Linked DNA regions of Mus musculus: regions 1, 2, 3 and 5 are each linked to region 4. A link is a contact called in public HiChIP or PLAC-seq data. All regions are on one chromosome and are shown on one strand. Each heading gives the region's core, a stretch centred on a gene start, on an enhancer-like site or on the middle of the called end of the contact. The rest is flanking DNA. Distances are from core to core; before and after follow the strand shown.

Region 1 (2,700 bases), core at 116-2,615, 500 kb after region 4:
GATGGCATTCCTAAGACCACTCAAGCTGGAACTCTACCTAACGTTAGCCTGGAAAGGGAGGAGGAAGAGAGTCACTAACTGGTTAGACAAACTGAAACCTGGCTCAGGTTCCTGTTAAGGCTTTTTGCTTATAGGCACACGTATTTATATTTGAAGACTTGGGGACTAGGTTAAATGGAGTCTAAAGAGGGAAAGTTTCAGAACTTCCCTCAGGTACAAAGTCCTTTGTGCGCAGTGTTTTCATTTCATAAATAATATCCAGAAGTTGAAATTACACATGGACATGGGAGTTGGCAAAGAGTGAAGCATCATTGATATGAACATAAAAAAGATATGCTGAGCTACATTATCGCAGTTCTACACATGACCCTAAGCCTCCTAAAAGTAACTGGACTAGCAAAAGACCCGAAACCGAGCCTCAGTTCACACTTGAATACAGGAGTCACCGCGTCCTTGTACACCACCAAAGCTTTGGAAACAACGGGCACTGAAGCTGGTTACACATAAGCTCAAGCAGAAACTAAGTCATCAAAACGACTTTCTCAAGTTGGAGTTAAGGTGGTCTGGCCTTCTATTCCAACAGCATTATATTATATCTCTGTTGCTAACTTGCTCTTCAAATTAAGGTAGCAATAACAGAGAATCAGATTCCTCAAATGCCGTATTAGAGAAACACAAATTTCATGGTATTTAGTTAACAAATATTTGTTCCGCTGGGAGTGGTGGCCCGGGCCTTTATTCCCAACACTCGTGAGACAGAGGCAGGTGGATCTCTGAGTTCAAGGTTAGCTTGGTCTACAGAGTGAATTCCAGGATAGTCAGGGCTATACAGAGAAACCCTGTCTTGAAAGACTAAATAAATAAATAAATAAATAGTAAAAATTAAGCAAAAAAAAAACCAATAAATATTTATTGAGCATTTCCTCTGTACCCACAAATATTCTTTGCAGTCCTTCCAAAGGAAACTGGGAACTTTGCTCAGCTGTCCTAACCAAGACAATATAATTTACGGGCTTAAATTATTCACTTTAAGATCAATTCCTCTTCTGCCCAAGTACACTGTGTTCCTTGACAAGTCTTTTACTCACTATGTCTGCTAAATGGCATTCTTATTTGCCTCCACAAGCAGGTCTCCTTACAGAAACCCCAAAGAACAAGCAACAGTGTGGATTTATCTCACTGACTTCCAGCTACTACCCTCTATTTTCCTAGGTAGTCTAGTTCTATCTTAGCTGAGGCACAACTACTGGAACAGTGGTTCACAACCTTCTCAAAGCTGTAACATTTAATACAGTTCCTAGTGTTGTGATGACCCCCCTGCAACCAGAAAGTCAATTCATTGCTATTTCATAACTCTAGTTTTACTACTGTTATGAATCATAATGTAAATACCTGATGTGCAAGATATTTGATATGTGACCAACAAGGAGGATGTGAACCACTGAACAACAGCTTCACATTTGAACTATGAAGAGGGCTAATATTCACCGTCTCCTCCAATTAGCTTTCCTGGCAGCTGGAAACTGGTCACTTATGAATGGGAAGGGGGAAATGGCAAGGAAGGGGGCTACCTTCTTTTCAGAGTTGCAGTCATCAGGAAGTGCTGGTAAGGGACAGGTGGCAATTTCTGTAGAAGACAGAGAGTTCCATGCCTGGTGCAAAGGTCCCTACTGACCCACGCCTTCTTCCCCAGCCTCACTCTCCCTCCTATGCTCACCTTTCTACAAACAAAAACCTAGGCAGAGGAAATGCTACCGCAGGCACAGCTATCATCACCATCGTCCTTCCCTCCGATACCAGCCTCCTTTCTTAAGCAAACACAGGTCAGCACCTTCCACTATTTTATTTCATCTCCACATCTCACAGTTAAGGACAACAGAGGTCAGAGAGAATAGGGGAAAGAACTGAATGGACCCAGTCTGGTTGAGTTCCAAAGCCCAGGTTTATAATAATGACCTGCTGGTTCTTCCTAATACAGATAATGGAAACTGCACTGAGTCGGGCATGAAAGGTAGTGGTAGAGTCTAGGAATCTATAGCAAAGGAGGAGTCTAGGAATCTATGGCAAATCTAGACCAGAAGCATGTCCCTATTCCACCCTGGGAACACAAGCTGATACTCTCTTTCTCTGGGAGACCATCTCAAAGCTTCAGGGTTAAGCACAATTTGGTTGTAAGCTAATATAAAAGTTAGCACTCAGTAAGTTAAATGTTTAGGTTCAAATTGAGTAAAATGTACTCCTTTCATGTGAAATGAATGAAACCGAGATGCATGCTCCCCACGCATTTTCTATCATCCACTTCATTTCTTCACAACTTAGGGAAAGGTCTGATCATGACCAACTCCTGCAGCTTTCAGTCCCTACACCAAACTCTCATTCTCCAACTGCTATCACAAGTGCTCAACTGAAATGAAACACAGGTAAACGAACAACAAATTCCTAGAAAATCAATTCCTTGGCGCCGCCTGAATCTGGGTGTAAAGGACTCTTCACCACGCACATAGCTGGGGAAACAAGGTGAGGCAGGTAGGGGAACCCCTACATTTCTTTAATTACAGTGTAATTCCTGAGTCAACTGCCTAAGGCAGCCATCTTGGGCAAGAGATAAGAACAACCCAGATTCGGAGCCAACAAAGATATTGAAGCAATAAAATGAGATACTTGACTTGAGACTGCTAAGAGAAGCCTAGGGCAGGCTTT
Region 2 (2,700 bases), core at 47-2,546, 400 kb after region 4:
GTGACCCTAAACATAAAGTTATTTCATTGCTACTTCATAACTGTAATTTTGCTACTGTTGTAAATTATAATGCAAGTATATTATATGTGACCTCCGAAGGGTTTGAGGCCCACAGGTTGAGAAACACTGGTCTAGACTATGGAAAAAACACTTCTGATACAACAATAAGAGAATCCAATGTAAACATGGGCTAACAATTTGAACTGATATTTTTCCCAAAGAAAATGAATAAAGCACCAAGAAGAACACAGGAAGATACTGAGTATCGTTAGTCATTGAAGGAACGGAAATCAACCCAAAACACAAGGAGGTGCCACTTGCTCCCTGCAGGACAGTGTATGATCTAAGAGGACACATGAGAACAAGCACAGATAGAAACATGGAAAACAAGAAAAACAAGAGCTCTTCCTTGGGGGCTACAATGAGAGGAAAATGGTAAGGCTGTTTTGGGGACAATCTGGCAGTTCCTTCTCAAACTAAAAATGGACTTTTCATATGACCCAGCACTGTACTTAGGCATTTATCCCAGAGAAATGAAGGCATTTTTACATAGGAGAACTGTCCACAAATGTATACACTGGATACCCTTCCAAGTATGAATGAGGCAAGATTGTGGTATACACATAGCCTAGATCACTTCTCAGATGAATAAAACATAATGAAGTAAAAGAACACGGATCAAACTACTTAAGTACACAAGGACCTCGAGGATGCTAATGCCGAGTCCAAAGCCACCCTCTAAAGGGTACACACTACATTGCTCCATTTTCATAACACTTGTGACAGCATATAACGACGGGGCCGGAGAACGGAGTAGTCGCTACCATTGGTTAGAGGTGGGGGAGACAGACTTTATAGGTCAAGTGGGGAGACAATCTTCTAAAGTAGACCAGTTCATCTTATTAAGTCAGGAGATGTAAGACATGCTATAATCACATACAACTTAAAACACACACACACACACACACACACACACACACACAGTGAGACAGGAGAGGTATCAACTGCTTTCAGAGAATTTGCAGCTTCAGCTGGTAAACCAGTTGTCTCCCCTTTGTGGCATTACAGTCCACACTCCAGAGGTAATGATGCAGGAGATAGAAGAGCCTTTCTAAGTGGCTCCACAGAAAATGTGCAATAAAAACGACATGACCCTGACTTTAACCTGGAAGCCAGTACCATGCAATAGGTATAATAGTTTTCTTCCTAGAGTTGTACTGAATAAGGTACAGAATATAACCCCATTTCAGATATGCTATGGAATGTTATTTGAAGTCTTCCCTCACCACATAAGATGACTCACTAATAGTGAGTCAGTGTGACTAGGCAAGGGAGACAGAGTGGTTCATACCATTCCACCAAGTGTTGTCCCTGCCACTTGTATCACCTGTGGTACCAGGGAACTGCACAGATCTCAGGATCACCCAGGCCTGCTGAATCCAGAACTCTTGGGAAAGAGCCTTGGATTCTATGTGAGTCCATTGTAATGCCCAGTACATTTTGTGCAGCAGGGAACTGGTAGCTAAAAACTTAGTAAACAAGAGCTCAGTGGTCAAGCAGCCAAACCTGGGTTCACAGTCTATGCTTACCATCCACAAACTGGGCAATCTTGGGAAATACTAATTTGTCTGGGCTTAGTTTCCTGGTTCATCCAAAGGGGTTGATCCTTCTACTGACCTGACCAAATGATACATTCTTTTCTTTTTCTTTTTAATTTCTTTTCTCCCTAGACAGGGTTTCTCTGTGTAGCCCTGGCTGTCCTGGAACTCACTTTGTAGACCAGGCTGGCCTTGAACTCAGAAATCCGCCTGCCTCTGTCTCCCGAGTACTGGGATTAAAGGTGTGCACCACCACGCCCGGCTTCCAAACGATACATTTTAATTAAAGTACAGCACCTTATGAGCATTTCTGCAAAAGATAGCTGTAATCACTTCAGCTGAAGGGAGCCAGCAGATTATCAGAAACACAGGCAGCTGTCAATGAGGAGACCTGGGCTGAAGAATCTGGAGTGTGGCTCTCCTGCGAGACCCCCATGCACATCTCTTAGCTTCTGTCAGTCTCAAAGCTGTGAAGCTCAAATGAAATTATGTACATGCAGTATAATCAGGAAAGTAGTATGCAATTGCAGGTTATTATGGCAAATTATATCAGAAGGAATGGAATAAACATTTTTTAAAAACTACCAACAATGAAAAAAACAAAAAAACAGTTTTGCAAAGACAGCCAAGAGACAAACGAGGAGCAGACCCGTTAAAAGAAAATGAAAGCAGAAGCCGCAGCTCCCCACACAGCAGCAGTGTGTAGTTTAAAAGCTTTCTCCTCATCAGAAGCTGTACAAGGAAGGAAGCCGCTGCTGTGGCTTGCTGTCTTCCCAGGGTTCCCACAGATCCTCTCTCACAAGCACGTTGGCCAAATGATCCTGCTTTTTCGCTAGCCACAGTGGACAGGCAAGAAGCCAGCAATGAGCCTCTAATCTTCAGACTCACACAATTCCAGGCTGCCTGAGGTGATAGTTTGTCTCGAGTATTTACTTATGAACTGGGTGAACATCACAGCTGCTCTTTTTCTGCCAGCCCCGTCCCTTCTAAGTAATGATTCTTCTCTGTTTATACCCAGATTTGAGTCACATCTCTTATGAAAAAAAATCAGAAAGCTAATACTTGGGGTGGCTGAAGTTCCAGAGTGCCCTGTGATGAGGAA
Region 3 (2,700 bases), core at 60-2,559, 450 kb after region 4:
CTGCTTGCCTGTGCCCTAAACCTGTGCTAGGTACCCACCCCTCGTATGATCTCAGCCAACAACTGTTAACCATCTCTGTAAGTCTCACTGGCTAAGGAGCTACAGCCCAACAGCAGACATGTTTCAATCCCAGATCCACCTTTCCAAGAGGGTCACGAGCCTTTTCAAGCCTCAATTGTGCTTGCTCTGTGTGCATGAACATAGCACAGAAGGCTTTTTATGAGATACTACTAACCATGATTTATTGTAAAGGAATGTTATTATTATTTTTATATCAAATTTATAAATAACAGTAAATGTCATCTAAAAAAACAAAGTGAGGAAGGGATTCCATAATGTGACTTCATGTGTGTTCATGTGTTTGGTTTTTGTATTCATTGGGTTGAGTTTGTGTTCTTTACTTTTGTGGATTTTTAAAAATTTTTTATTTTATTAGTTAGTTAATTTTCTAGTACTGGGGATTGAACCCAGGGTCTCAGGCATGCTAGACAAACATCCTCCCACTGAGCTATTTTCCTAGCCCTGAAGTTTGTTTTGTATCCTCTTAGATACATGATCTTGAACTGTAAAGACCTTTGAGCTTCAAACTCATCAGTACAGACCTTACAGGTGTGTACTGAGTTATTTGGTTCCACACATGGTCTTTAGGTAGCAGCTGCTGTGCCCTACTCTCCTATCTTACAGAGAAAAAGGACACATGCAGAATGTCCAGGACTCTTTAAGAAGCAAGGCTTCAAGTTAGCAGTATGCACCCAGGCCTTTATGCCCCAACCAGAGACTCTGTCTGATGACCTTCATGTCAGAAGACACAGAGCAGGGCATGGGGGCACACATCTGGAACTGTACCCACTCAGAAGCTGAGAGAAGCTGAGGCAAGATGTAGCTCCATAAAACGGCTCCATGTTGGGGTGGGGAATGAAGGAATGTGCCTGTGCCTCTGAGAGATCCCAGGCACACTGTCCCAAATATTGTCCTGTGACTAAGGTTTGCAAACTCACCACTTTTCTTGTTCCAATCTTGCAAACTGAGTGGTTAGACAGAGTTAGGGACTTCAAAGCCACGGGTAGTGGTATTCTCAGAAATTCAGCCCACTGATCAGAATTGTGGTTGCTCCAAGACCATGTCTGGCACTTTTAGATGCCACTCTTATGTAATTATGCCTTCATGGCAAAGTGAAGCCTAACTTCCCTTGCCGCTGCCTTTTTTTTCTGGGTTTTGTCAAATGTGTGAACAATGTGACACAGGAAGTGGGCCACCAGACACTTCCTATGCCAGCCTAGGAAGCCACCGAAAAACACCCTGTCTGTCCTTGTCAAGCAGAGATGTATGTGAAGGGGAAATCCCTAAAACAAGGCCAGGCAGTCAGGGGCTCCAGTTCTGTGTTACCTCACTGCCATTTAATACGTTAGAGGGTTTTTACATCACCCACTAACACCAATCTGCAGAAGCAAACGAAAGATGAGCAAACACAGCTCTCCTGAGCTGGGGAAATGACACCAATCAGATCAGCAGAGAGCCAGGAAACGACTGTTTTTTGCCAGTTCTTGATTTGTTTTGATTCAAAACAACTGGCCCCCAAATGTTTTCCTGTTCTGCCCTCCAAATCTAAAGCTGGAAGAAAATGAAGGGATTGATAATAAAGCTTTCACTATGATGGGGGAGGGGAGGGGGAGAGTGTAGAGGCAATCTGAATCAAAAAGGCCATTTACTCTCCTGTTTTTGAATACATTTGTTCTGTTCTGATAAGTGCACATTTACACTGGAGAGAAGATGGTTTTCAGAATAGGCACCTACTAGGATTAAATTTACATTCTCTGTTCAAATACAGGCACACACATTTTAAACTGACAGGGCTAGGTGTTAGGTTCACACTGGCAAACATTCAAAGGTAAGTTGTTTCAAGGAACAAATTTTGTAACTTCCAAAGCTTAAAAAATAAATAAATAAAATTTTCTGCTATTCACTTTAAGATTAGCGGGACCCCAAGACAGAAGTGACCAGTTTTAATGGCAAAGCATTCATGACATATCTTGCCATACTTGATAACCTGCACAGGTCTGACTAAGCCCAGTAAGAGGGACTGAAATCTGTATGTATAAATAATTAGGCAAAATGAGCCTGGAGATGCTCTGAGATTTGCCTGGTGACAAAGTCACAGTGACAGCTTGTTAACGTGTTCATTGAACATCACAAGCTCCACAAGAGTGGCTTTGGAAAGGATCAAGTGGGTTCCTACTGGGCAACACAGGGAGCTTGTGTTCAAATGCTCCATAAGTCAACGAATCCTACACAACGAACAGAGGAGGCTGCAGATCATACCTCCAAGGTACACCAGGCCTGTGTTTGCAAGAAGCAGAGAGATGAATGAAATTCAAGGGAAATCAAAGTTTATCTGCTGTCAGAGGGTTGTGGTTGGTTGGTTGGTTGGTTGGTTGGTTTGTTTGTTTTGATGATGCCACCTTTGGAACTGAGGAGTCAGGAAAGTATACATTTAAGGAAAAAACTATCACTTTCCACGTGGCAATTTGAAGATGGAGAATTCCATGTCCAGACATACTTTTGTTTATTTCAGAGGTGCTGATCTCTAGCCAACGTAGAGTTCAATGAGCAGTCAATGAGGTTCAGTTCAGCCAGTGCAAAATGGAAGCAGCGAGGCCATTGGAAGGTACTCACTGGATATTAGGGGATGGCTTCCAGGAT
Region 4 (2,700 bases), core at 92-2,591:
GAATGAACTGCTTCTTTGAAATTTGATTTTTCTTCCCTCTCTTTGGATATGGCAGAAGCTCCACCATTTATTCAGGTCACAAGTAGGTGCTCTCTTTATTCCTTCTTCTCCAGATGCACCCATCTATAACAACATCAGGTTCTGTAGATTTTCGCTAACAAGTCGCCCACTGAGTCCTTCACTAATTCAGATCATCTGCATCAATAACTTCAAGAGGAGGGAAGCAGCACTCACCATTCACCAGCCTCTCTCCACTGAACAGCCAGTTAAATCTGTCCTGAAGATTTCACGTTTAGATCTGTCTCCTTGAAACACTTCTATGATGTGCTTTGTCGCTCAGTCAGAGTGTCCTTACATGGTTTTAGATCCTCCATTGTTTACCTGTCTTCTATCATATTTCCCAATACTCACCATAATAAAAGCATTCCCTCAAGTGTTGGTGATGGCTTCTGGGTCTCCAAAGCTACAATTTGGGTGTAATTAGTGCTCCATTTTCATCTATTTTTAAGACCCAGATTTACTCCCTTCATCTTGTACAAGGTCCACTAAAGAGCACCCTGACGTCAGGACCTTGGGCTCTCATCCTAACACAGTCATCACAGTAATTAATGTTTATTCTCTATGAGGGCAGCTTCTACTGAACTTTTTACTATGCTATTTCTATCCTGGGCACAGCATAGTTAGGAATAGTTAGCACAGTCAAGTTAGGAGTAACTGTAATATATTGCTATATTTACATTACCATTAATGTCTTACTGTGTCTAATTTACATATTAATATTTTGTAGACATGTATGGGAAATGCAGAGAAGTATCTGGGGCTGCAATTTCAGATGTACATTGGGGAGGGATTATTACTGGAGTTTCACAATCAGAAAGTAGTGCATGTCTACAGGTGTATTACTTAGAGGAACTTGGAAAATACTCAAACAGGGAACAAAAGCAATCCTGGTGGTGGGTTTCTTGTTACCCAGAAGCGTACAAGAACAGAAATCATGTTTTCTGACTTTGAACAGAAGATTGCCAGTGCAACAACTAGTTCAAGCCCTCTGAACCTGCATCCTATCTGTAATTAGACATGTCTCATAGGTTTGTTATGAGAAAGAATGCTCTGCAAGAACCCAACAGAAGCAGAGAACCAGCCAGACACACAACTTAGGGCACAGACAGAACTCTGGGAAAGCCCACCCCATCTATCACTGGTACCGCCCCCTGGGCAGAACTCTACTTCTGATTGGGTAATTTCCTGTCTGTCTTACCGTTCCCAACTGCGGAGCCCAATCGCGTCAGGCTCCGCGAGGCGCCAGTCTTCCGGTACAGCGCTTGCATCGCGGCGGGCGGAAGTGGCGCCGCTTTTTTGAAATCGGCCGAGTGGGCTCGCGCCGGACCCGAGCCGCCGGGGGTGCCATGTCCACCCCTCCGCTGGCGCCCACGGGCATGGCGTCCGGGCCCTTCGGCGGCCCGCAGGCTCAGCAGGCCGCGCGCGAGGTCAACACGGCCACGCTGTGCCGCATCGGGCAGGAGACCGTGCAGGACATCGTGTACCGCACCATGGAGATCTTCCAGCTGCTCAGGAACATGCAGGTGGGCGCCTGGGGTGACAGAGCTGGTGAAAGCGGGCCTCCGCGGGCGACCTCAGGGTGGCCGGGTCGCCTCTACACCCCAGGTCCTCAGCGTGTATCCCCTTGCCCTGAGAGGCCGCAGGTGTGGAGGTCCCACCTCCTCCTTACCCCATACCTGGAAGACCTCAGGCTGGCCATCCTGCTTTACACCCTTGGTTCCCAGTATGTGTCTGTCTCACGCCCTGGAAAACCCTCAGGCATGGACACACCCCCTTATACCCAAAGTCCCCACCGTGCATCTATCTCTTGCTCAGGGTTACGACGGGTGGACACCCCGTTATGCCAATGTCCCCAGCATGAGTCTGCCATCTGACATGAGCGATTCCAGACATGGTCACCCCTATTTTCCCCAGAACTGTTACCCAGCATGCGTCTCTCCCCCACCCCAGGCGACTCCTATACTAGCTATGCTCATTACCGCTAGAAGTGTCACAAGCATATCTGTCCCCCAACCCCATCGTGCTTTTCAAAGTTCAAATGGATCACGCTGTACTTGCTTTTTAAAATTACTTTAAAAATTTTAGAGCAAAATTTCTCCTGAAGGAGATGCCCCGAAGCTGAAGAATTCAGACAATAGTGTAACCCCTTTCTAGACTTAACTAGACTACAGTAAGCTGTGCAAATGTAAAGTTATGGCATATGTTTAGGAATATACTTGTGACCTTATCATAGTTGCAAGAGTGAAAACAAGTGTTATCCAAGAAGTTTCCTTGCATCCCGTGGCATGTTTGCCTCCATCCCCAGGGAGCCAGTGTTAGTGTTTTTCCAGTTGTATGTGATAAGAATCACATAGCATGTGAGCTCTATTGGTCCAGGTTCTTTCAGCATATACTTATGTTATTTTTTTCTCTTGCTAATTTGTTGAGTGACTACGTGGCAGCCTTTGCATTCGTTCATCTGTATGAACGAATTTGTAAATAATGACAAAAATTTTTTAATGGATTTTTTTGTATGGGAATGTGTTTCAGTTGATTTCAGAGTGGAATAGCTGAATTATGTATGTATGTGTGTGTGTGTGTGTGTGTGTAATTTTTTTAATGTGTCTGATCTATTTGAATCTCCATCTCTGAGGGTCCTTG
Region 5 (2,700 bases), core at 154-2,653, 510 kb after region 4:
ATCACATGATCTCTACAAACAGGCTGATAGACTCCAAAAGGAAAGAGGGTGATGGAAAGTGTAGGGAGGGGGGACCAAGGAAGCTGGTTAGTGGAAGCAAATAAAACAAGCAGTTCTTTAAAATGCAAAACAGAGTCTGTACCTCCATGTCTCCCTTGTACCTGGGCTCTAAAGTAACCTTAGAGAAGAAAGATCCTGTGGATCTGGGATGGAGAGTTGGCTCAGCACTTAGGGGCACTTGTTGAGAAAGACCAGGGTTTGATTCCAGGCACCTACACGGAGGCTCACCACTTCCTCGTGCACCAAGCTAGAAAGCGGTGCACACATGCAGTCAAAACACTCATACACATAAAATAATAAAAATAAATCTAAGAAATTAAAAAAACAAACAAACGAACAAAAACAAACAAGAAGAATGAAGAAAAGAGGAGGGTCATAAGGATCATGTGCAGAGAGTTCCTGTTGACCTCTTGGTCTACATCTGCCTACATCCAGCCTATTTGGAACAACTCTACCCCCATCTCCTCACATGGCCGATTCATCCTGATTTTCTGTCTCCGTTCAAAAGCTACCACCTCGGAGACCTTCTTGAATTGTCAGAGCTTAAAACCACTGCCTCTCTGACTAACCCAGGTATTTTTGAATCACTGTACCCTGTCTGTGTCATCGGTAACGTTGCAAATTTCTAATGATAAGGTTACAGTATACAATTATGCATTTAACTTTCAATTGAAAATAATTGGTATTTGCAAGCTCCAGGAGTGCCGAGATCAGGATGTCTTTTTGGCAAGCTTCCACTGCTTGCTTCCACACAGCTTGCTTCCTGGCAGGAGGTGGTGACCCAGGAGGGATCCACCCCGTCCATATTCCCTGACCCTGGACAGGAGCTTCTCTTTGACGGTTACCACCAAGCAAAACTTGAGAAACAGCCACACAGCAGTGCTGAACAGCCTCCAGATTTTAAGTCACACTAAGCTAGCTAATGAGCAGCTGTTTCTCTTCGGGAGAGACCTTGAGAGAGGAGAATCCCATCCCTAAGCGTACACAATTAATGCCACTGTTTGAAAAAGTAAGTCCTTACAAACTGTGTGTATGCCTTTTCTGTTTCTCTTCCAAACTCAATATATGGAAAGCCTGCCCAGAAAGTTTGCTGAAGAACTAGTCTCTTTCCACTTTCCCATCATCTGTGTTCTAATCCAAAGGTCTGAACTTTATCCCACCCACTCTTTCACTAGGGAAGGTTGAGAATATGCCCCACCCCCACCCAGATTGCCCATTCCTTCCCCCCTCCCCCCTCAGTGACTCGTAAAGTGGAAACTTCACTCTGGTTCTCCAACACTGTTTTCATTCACAGCAGCTGGAAGACAGAGGTCACTGTCCTCTCTCCTGTAAACAAAAAGGCCAAGCTGCAGTCCTCAGGCACCCGGGGAAACACACATCCCTGCTGGGAGGGCAGCCCCATGCAGGGACTGCACAGCAGGGTGGTGTTTGCTGTGGGCCAGGAAGCGGTCCTCTGCTGTCTGTGGCTATGCTGTCATTCATGGAAAAGCCAGATCCATCAGTAGCTTCCTTTTCAAGGGACCATTTGCAGGTTTATTGACTGCCCAAATATGGTGTCTTCTATCCAGAGGCTGGGTGAGCCTACGCCTCAAGAGTGAAGCCATGAGGATGTGAACAGACTTAAAGAGTATTATGTCCGTAGGAAAATGTCTGCAGACATCATAATGTTCCTAAATGGGTTTTTGTTTTTAAACTGCTGCCGTTGTTTGTTTGTTTGTTTTTAAAAGTTATCAGGTTTGACTTTACTAATAAGGAAACTACAGTATTCAAAGGAGAGGAGGTTGTAACTAATCTTTGTGCTGTCTATGGAGGACGAACGGCTAAGCAAATTATAATGCATGAATAAGGCCATTCCAAGAATAGATAAAACACTTGGCAGAAACTATTTTGGGTCCCCTGTAGTACTTTGGAGCTACCCATTAATTTATAAACAGTTGATCTACTAATTACAAAACCTTTTTATCTATTCATTTCACTGGGTCCCTAAGGAGCAAGGCAAGCAACGCTGATAGTTCCTCCTGGTTGGCACTGACCGGCTCTCTGCACTTACAGAAACTGTAAACAGATCCTTTTAAAGGAAGAACTTTATAGTCTCTGTAATTTTTAAGATTTAAATGGCATGCAGAGCAACAGGTTTGCATATGGCATTTTCATACATACTCAGACTCGGTTGATTCTTTGTCCTCCCATCGGCATGGCCCTGCCCCTGCCCCACTATCATCCTCAACCCTCAGCAATGGCCCTTGTATTGCTCACATGGCTTCCCTTATAGCCTCTGTTTTTCCCCATCTCCTGGGCCCCTTTCTAGCTTGATGACCACTACCCGCTGCCACCCCCAGCCCCCATCATCCAACATATCCAACAACTAGACGGTAGAATTCACACGTTTTGTTTTTATCACCAAGGTAATCAATTACCATAAACAGAGCAACTGGAAAGACCACCCACTGACTGTTGGCTCACAGACACAATTTGGCTGACTCTACCACCCAGGATTGCACAAGGTATAGTTAAAATTGTGTTGTCCTTTGGAGCTATGGGTCTCGGTCTAGGAATGGTGTGGCAGAATTCCTTAGGTCTCTGTTTGCATATTGCCCTCAGTTAAAAGCTAGTCTCTGCTATCAGAGGACACCTGACTTT

Evidence for each region. HiChIP or PLAC-seq counts read pairs in DNA pulled down with a chosen protein or histone mark.
Region 1: a contact with region 4 is called in a FOXA1 HiChIP or PLAC-seq map of pancreatic cancer cells. The contact joins the enhancer-like site here to the promoter of Med30 in region 4. A contact is called at or near these places in 3 of 39 promoter capture datasets (the 3T3-L1 cell line, 3T3-L1-derived adipocytes and liver), 1 of 484 Hi-C or Micro-C datasets (CD4 T cells), 1 of 115 datasets of contacts at active chromatin or transcription factors (pancreatic cancer cells) and 2 of 9 other capture datasets (adipose tissue and liver).
Region 2: an HNF4G HiChIP or PLAC-seq map of pancreatic cancer cells shows a contact between it and region 4. The contact joins the enhancer-like site here to the promoter of Med30 in region 4. A contact is called at or near these places in 3 of 39 promoter capture datasets (the 3T3-L1 cell line, 3T3-L1-derived adipocytes and stem cell-derived epiblast-like cells), 1 of 15 datasets of contacts at CTCF or cohesin (the NIH/3T3 cell line), 4 of 484 Hi-C or Micro-C datasets (CD4 T cells, muscle stem cells and uterus), 7 of 115 datasets of contacts at active chromatin or transcription factors (embryonic forebrain, embryonic stem cells, extraembryonic endoderm stem cells and 4 more) and 2 of 9 other capture datasets (adipose tissue and liver).
Region 3: an H3K27ac HiChIP or PLAC-seq map of regulatory T cell precursor shows a contact between it and region 4, with 4 times the contacts expected there. The contact joins the enhancer-like site here to the promoter of Med30 in region 4. A contact is called at or near these places in 3 of 39 promoter capture datasets (the 3T3-L1 cell line and frontonasal cranial neural crest) and 4 of 115 datasets of contacts at active chromatin or transcription factors (astrocytes, large pre-B cells, memory CD8 T cells and 1 more).
Region 5: a contact with region 4 is called in a FOXA1 HiChIP or PLAC-seq map of pancreatic cancer cells. The contact joins the enhancer-like site here to the promoter of Med30 in region 4. A contact is called at or near these places in 10 of 39 promoter capture datasets (the 3T3-L1 cell line, 3T3-L1-derived adipocytes, the C10 cell line and 5 more), 1 of 484 Hi-C or Micro-C datasets (CD4 T cells), 4 of 115 datasets of contacts at active chromatin or transcription factors (astrocytes, embryonic forebrain, embryonic limb bud and 1 more) and 1 of 9 other capture datasets (liver).

What each region holds. Positions count from the first base shown.
Region 1 is chr15:53,206,241-53,208,940 of GRCm38.p6, forward strand. The region is part of intron 1 of Ext1 (exostosin glycosyltransferase 1); the gene reads right to left. Among named protein-coding and RNA genes, the nearest start is that of Ext1, 140 kb to the right of the region's middle. Within about 2 kb of position 1,366, at least 31 of the 459 cell types and tissues checked have an H3K27ac peak or open chromatin away from gene starts, as enhancers often do. A contact at or near this core is called in pancreatic cancer cells, where this site is marked.
Region 2 is chr15:53,111,610-53,114,309 of GRCm38.p6, forward strand. The region is part of intron 1 of Ext1 (exostosin glycosyltransferase 1); the gene reads right to left. Among named protein-coding and RNA genes, the nearest start is that of Gm41323, 180 kb to the left of the region's middle. Within about 2 kb of position 1,297, at least 114 of the 459 cell types and tissues checked have an H3K27ac peak or open chromatin away from gene starts, as enhancers often do. A contact at or near this core is called in the NIH/3T3 cell line, adipose tissue, liver and 4 more, where this site is marked.
Region 3 is chr15:53,156,157-53,158,856 of GRCm38.p6, forward strand. The region is part of intron 1 of Ext1 (exostosin glycosyltransferase 1); the gene reads right to left. Among named protein-coding and RNA genes, the nearest start is that of Ext1, 190 kb to the right of the region's middle. Within about 2 kb of position 1,310, at least 70 of the 459 cell types and tissues checked have an H3K27ac peak or open chromatin away from gene starts, as enhancers often do. A contact at or near this core is called in memory CD8 T cells and regulatory T cell precursor, where this site is marked.
Region 4 is chr15:52,711,104-52,713,803 of GRCm38.p6, forward strand. Med30 (mediator complex subunit 30) reads left to right here and starts at 1,342. Exons shown (of 4, transcript NM_027212.2): 1 at 1,342-1,583. The coding sequence starts at 1,407.
Region 5 is chr15:53,222,933-53,225,632 of GRCm38.p6, forward strand. The region is part of intron 1 of Ext1 (exostosin glycosyltransferase 1); the gene reads right to left. Among named protein-coding and RNA genes, the nearest start is that of Ext1, 120 kb to the right of the region's middle. Within about 2 kb of position 1,404, at least 100 of the 459 cell types and tissues checked have an H3K27ac peak or open chromatin away from gene starts, as enhancers often do. A contact at or near this core is called in liver and pancreatic cancer cells, where this site is marked.